2 separate regions of the Mus musculus genome follow, and region 1 is linked to region 2. Evidence: chromatin contacts called from public promoter capture Hi-C data. All regions are on one chromosome and are shown on one strand. The core of a region is the stretch at or near the end of the contact, and the rest is flanking DNA. Distances in the headings are between cores, read along the strand shown. Region 1 holds the start of Cldn23 (claudin 23). Region 2 overlaps Gm19410 (predicted gene, 19410).

Region 1 (2,700 bases), core at 81-2,580, 53 kb after region 2:
TCACTGCATAAGAAGACCTGGTCCCTCTGGAGAGAAAAGTAAAACTCCTTAAAAGATAAATGAACCCAACCTAGTATTTGGAGAGGAGTTTGGCCCTAGAAAAGGAAGGCTTGCCCTCCAGTTAGAGGAAGGCGACCAGGGTTCTAGTTGCAGATGTACTGGCAGAAGTTCAAGTCACCCTCAGACTCCAGGCAGAGCTCAGGTGAACCCTGTCTACAGGTCGGAGTCACAGGGCAGCGAATTTTGGCAGGGCCGAGTGCTGCGAGAGGAGGAACCACCTTGGGAGGTGGCTGTCTTCTTTTCTTCTCCCTCAAGCACATCCATCGGGTTGGTGTAGGACTTGGGTGGCGGTCGTGGCATCGGGAATCCAACCTTGAGCTTGCTGGTGTCCCTGTGCTCTGCGGTGGGAGGAGGCCGATGCTGTCCGTCGCTGTAGTACTTGATGGCAGGTGTGAGCGCTGGTTCCGGCCAGTCCACGTAGACGGTGCTGATGCTGCTGCGGCGCGGGCCTGCTGGGGGCGCCTTGCGACAGCGGCGACAACGCTCTTCACACCAGGGCGCAAAGCTGAGCGCCAGAGAGAAGCCGCCCAGAAGCAGCAGGCAGCTGCCTAGGTAGCCCAGCACCAGGCTGTAGCTGACCTGCACCGTGACCGGCGAGCTCGGGGCGGCCAGGACGTCGGGATCTGACAAGAAGTGGTTATACCAGGAGACCGGGATGAGGCTGAAGAGGCCAGCGACGAAAAACACCACGCCAGAGAGGCCCGCTAGCCCGTAGTGGGGCTCATCTTGCCAACAGCGCACACCGAGGGAAGCCAGCAGCAGCCCTAGGGCGGTAGTGGCCAGTGACGTGATCATGAGTCCCCGGGCCACCTGCACAGGCTGGGTCTGGAAGTAGTTCCACTCGTCGGGCTGGCCGCACTCGCGTTCGCGACTGCTCTGCTCGCGACATATGTCCCACAGCCCCTGGTACAGCACCACGTCCACTGGCTGGTCCAGAAAGCCCTTCACCAGCCGCCAGCCCGGGGCCAGTGTACTGACAAGATTAAGCAGCAACCCGCAGGGCGTGAGCACCATGCCCAGCGTCATCACCACCGGCGTCCGCATCCTGCGTAGCCTCTTGGGTCCCTAGCAGCTGTGGCTGCTCCGCTGCGCACCCTGTCCTCGAATCTGCGAGGTTGCCGGGCTGGGTAGCAGCGATGCTCGCTGCGCTCTCTGGGCGCTCTTTGTCTCTCGCGCGGAACTGTCCCCACTGAGCCTCTCACACCAAGTCCCCTCCTCTCTCGCGTCCCAACCGCTCCGCCCTCTCGCCCAGCCGCTGTCCCTAATCGAAACCAGCTCCGAGTCCGGTCAGACCGAAACCGCGCGCCCAGGTGCGGCCCCCAAGGCCAAACCCTACCGGGTGGGAGGGGCGGGAGCGCCAGGGCCACTTGGCAAGGAGGCGACCTCGGACTCTGAGGACCCGGACACCCCACCCTAGCCCAGCCGCTCCTCCTAGCCCGGCCACTCCTCCCAGCCCGCCCGGATGGTTTAGGGCTCGAGCAAAGGTCGCCCCGCCCTCGCTCTCTCGCACTGCCTGCGCGCTTGTAGGCGGGACAAAGGGGGCGGGCCGCTAGTGTCGTCTCACCTGTCGCCTAGCTACACCTTCCCCTCTTCCCTTTCCTTCTCAGGTCCGGTCAGAAAGCAAAGCGTCCCTACACTGCCTCCAATTCTCCCCAACTCTGCCCGTGGGCCCTGCCAACACAAGTCTCTTTTCACTCCCAGCTGGTGACCAGCATCCCTCGAAAGTTTTGCGCTGCCATCTGCAGCCACGTAGGGCACAGTGGTGCGCTCAGGATGCACGGGACCTGTGTGCACCACGGTTTCCAGGCTCAGGGTGTATCCAAACAGTTGCATTATGGAAACTTTGCTAGACTTGCTTAATAAAGTCTCCACGCTCTGCCTGAAGTTTAACTCATATGAAAGGGAGAGTATTTCTGGGTTGAAGAGTTGCGAAAGAGTTTTCTCTTCAGTCTTGTAAAGTCCTGCAGTGACTTATGTGTGTGTGTTGGGGGGTGGGGGTGGCACCCTTCTCAGAGGAGAATGAGGGAAGGAACTAAATGGGGGTACTGGGAGGAGAAGGGGAGCTGTTTGGGATGTAAAGTGAATACATTTAAAAATTAATAACAAACCGTTTTTTTTTCAAGTGGATAAGAGGCTGACTCGATTTTCCCGTTCAGAACTTGGCGGGCCTATGATGTATTGGAGAAACCCAGAGGTTCTGCGAGGATGGAATATAATTGGTTATTATCCAAAGAATGTCAATTAGCTTTTTTTATTTTCATGGAAAAGGGCAAATTTGTAACCAATGAAATATAATTAGAAGGAGCACGATATTCACCTTGATTGGTTAAAAACGACAGCTTGAAAATCTGCATCGGCAAAGGCAGGAGCCAGTGATCCCTGATGTCACTGGTTTAGTGTGCAGCCTTTAATTAGCCAATTTGACAGAATACAATGTTTACAATCCACGTGCTTAGGTTTCTTTTTTAAAAGGTTTTTATAATGAGCGTATAATTACCCACAATAACGTAATATGTTTTGCTCATTGAATACCACCTACTTTGGCACTGCCTGTCAAACTCATCTTAACATTCCTGTTGGTCTAGGTATGAGCTGTTCACATTCTCCTTAAATACCTTTACATATTTAGAACATATTCAC
Region 2 (2,803 bases), core at 254-2,753:
CTGTTATTGAATCCCACCCTGGCCTGCAGAGCAAACATGTCTCGGACACCTGCAAGCCTGGCAGTGTGACAATGGGAGGTGTATTCCTGCTAGCTGGCTTTGCGATGGCGCCAGTGACTGCTTAGATGGCTCTGACGAGGTTAACTGTGGTAGGTACAGCTTACTTTTAAAATTACATCTCTTTACATGTGTGTGGGTGCATGTGCATGTGTGTGCCCCATGCACCATGACATGTGTGGAGAGGTCAGAGGACAACGCAGGTTCCCAGGGATTGAACTCATGTCAGCAGGCTTAGGGACAGGGGCCATTACTGACTGGGTTGTTTCATTAGTCTTGTAAAACTTATTTTCAACACTCCATCATCTCTCTGCTCACCCACAGCTTGTATCAGCATCAGCAGTGCTAACTGGAAGTAAGTCATGAAATAGCCTTAGGCTGTGTGTGCTAAGCCAGATGCTACATTGTCTATGGTGTTTATAGGAGACTCTTGGAACTATTTCTTTGTGTTTTCAAATTTATTAACCTCATCGACTCTTTTAAAACTTCTCTGGTGAGAAACTTCAGTGCAGAAAGCCACACCCATATGACTGATGACATCTAACTAGCATCTCTTAGTGGTTCTGAAATCGGCCGAGTCCACGACAGTCATAGCACTCATTTAGATACCCAGGCCCATCATAATCCAGCAGTTCTCCTCCACCCACATAATTCCTGCCTTCCAGAGAGCTTGACGGCATGTCCGGACTACAAAATCCGCTGTCCAGGAAAGGCTCAATGTCTGGATGCTGGGGAACCTTGTGATGCCCAACAGAGCTGTGAAGATGGGTCCATAAAAGCATACTGTCCCCACATCCGTTGCTTGGCTGGGCAGTGGCAATGCCAAAACAGGGCATGTATCATGGACAGCTGGAGGTGTGATGGCATTGATCACTGTGGGGATGCCTCAGATGAGCGGGACTGTGGTAAGTCTGGCTTCCCTACTGACATTTCAAGGGCAGGGTATAGTACACAGGCTGCTTTACAAAGTCTACATGCCAAGGCAGAGGCTGCCATCCTTTCTCAAAGAAGAGGATGCCCCCTAGCAATAGCCAATGTATAGTTATCCATGGAACCGCAGAGCTGCTTAGATTAAAAACTCTTGTTATATGTTGAATGAGCATCGCCTAGAATGTTCCCAGGGATGAAGAGCAATCCATAGACAGCCTGAGCATCAGTCTATGAAGGAAGCATAAGAACAGAGACAACTCCTGTTCTCACATAGTGATGGGGGAAAATCTCCCACTAAAAAGGGCAAAACTAACTCCAAAGAGTGGTGAGCACCATATTCCTCTTTAAGACAACCCCCAATACCCAGGATAGGGGGTGCCTCTGGTTTGTTGGTGAACCAGAATCCTGCTCAGTATTTCCTGGAGTTAAGGCTGCACACTGTAGCACACTCAGCGTCTAACATTTGTAAATTAAGTTTTCCTTAAAGCCATACTCATTTTGGGTCAAGCGGCTGGCTCTAGTACCGTTTTAATCCCAACTATTTAAAGCCAGATCAGTCAAGTTTAGCACAGTTTCAGTCGAGTGCCCAGATGTCTTGCTATTTTTGTGATTGAGTCTTAATCCCTGATTCCCTGAAGAAGAAGAAAAAAGTTCAAAATGATAAGCTTTACTTTCCAAACTTGAATTTCTGTAGGCTATGGAAATATTGCCACGTAACCTACTGAAAGAGTTGTCTTTCTACACTCCTGCCCACTATACGTAGTAATGAAAAAGAATGATCAACTTCCTCCACAGCCTCCTGTCCAGAAGGCACTGTGAGCTGCGATAGTGGGAAATGCATCCCAGAGTCTCTGATGTGCAATGGGAGAGCTGACTGTACAGATGGCGCTGATGAACCCAGGACATGTGGTAAGAAACTGCTTCCTCAGCTTGAGGCGGGAGGCTAAGGAAATGAGATGACATAGCCTAATGCTTTAGTCACGGTATTAATTACTTTTCGCTTGGCTGTGACAAAGTATCTGGCAGAAGTAATTAAGGGAGCAGGGATTTATTTTGGTAGCAGTCATGGGCTGTGGCTGAGGCGTGCTGTCCAAGGCAGAAGGGGTGTGTGGTTGCTGCTTTTCTCGTCTCTGCAGAGTGGGATGCAGAGAAGTCAGGCTGGAAATGGGGCTGAGGCTAAAACGCTGAAGGATCTGCCCCCAGTGACCCACTTTTGCTAGCTAGTTGCCATGTCCCAAAGGTCCCACGCTTCCTAATATAGCACCATTATCTGGGGAGCACATGTTCAAACACGAGAATCTGTAGGTGACATTTCAGATTTCAACCCCAACAGTTATCATTGGGACCAACTCCTTGAGAGAATGCTTGAAATGAAACACACGCACACAGACACACAGACACACACACACACACACACACATACAGGCACACACATACAGGCACACACACACACAGGCACACACACACACACAGGCACACACACACACACAGGCACACACACTCACAGACACACACAGAGAGACAGACACACACACAGACACACACACACAGAGGCAGTTATCTTTGTCCCTTATATTTAAGTATATTGCATTTTTGCTTATTACATTAAAGCTCTTGGCTTTGGTCTCGTGACTGAGCAAAATCCCCTAACTTGCAAACCATCAAGGGCAATTCTGAGCTTTAAGAAGATTAGTTAGCTCAAAACCTATATACTACAGTGCTTTCTGAATTCTAGAGTAAAGCCAGGAGCGCATCATCTAGTGTTGGTAGCATCCACATCACAGGTCTCAACAAGGGACAGACCCTTACCCAAGGC

What was found. Promoter capture Hi-C pulls out the DNA fragments that hold promoters and counts their contacts.
Region 1: a promoter capture Hi-C map of hippocampal neurons shows a contact between it and region 2, with 3 times the contacts expected there. The contact joins the promoter of Cldn23 here to the enhancer-like site in region 2. A contact is called at or near these places in 12 of 39 promoter capture datasets (3T3-L1-derived adipocytes, the HPC-7 cell line, cranial neural crest and 8 more), 8 of 484 Hi-C or Micro-C datasets (CD4 T cells, bone marrow-derived macrophages, cortical neurons and 4 more), 1 of 115 datasets of contacts at active chromatin or transcription factors (embryonic stem cells) and 3 of 9 other capture datasets (adipose tissue, liver and pancreatic islet).

What each region holds. Positions count from the first base shown.
Region 1 is chr8:35,825,229-35,827,928 of GRCm38.p6, forward strand. It overlaps Cldn23 (claudin 23), which reads right to left and starts at 1,331. Exons shown (of 1, transcript NM_027998.4): 1 at 1-1,331. The coding sequence starts at 1,104. The coding sequence ends at 214.
Region 2 is chr8:35,771,743-35,774,545 of GRCm38.p6, forward strand. It overlaps Gm19410 (predicted gene, 19410), which reads left to right. Exons shown (of 33, transcript NM_001370844.1): 3 at 30-149; 4 at 723-962; 5 at 1,783-1,896. Among named protein-coding and RNA genes, the nearest start is that of Gm19410, 7.4 kb to the left of the region's middle. Within about 2 kb of position 1,504, at least 18 of the 459 cell types and tissues checked have an H3K27ac peak or open chromatin away from gene starts, as enhancers often do. A contact at or near this core is called in hippocampal neurons and muscle stem cells, where this site is marked.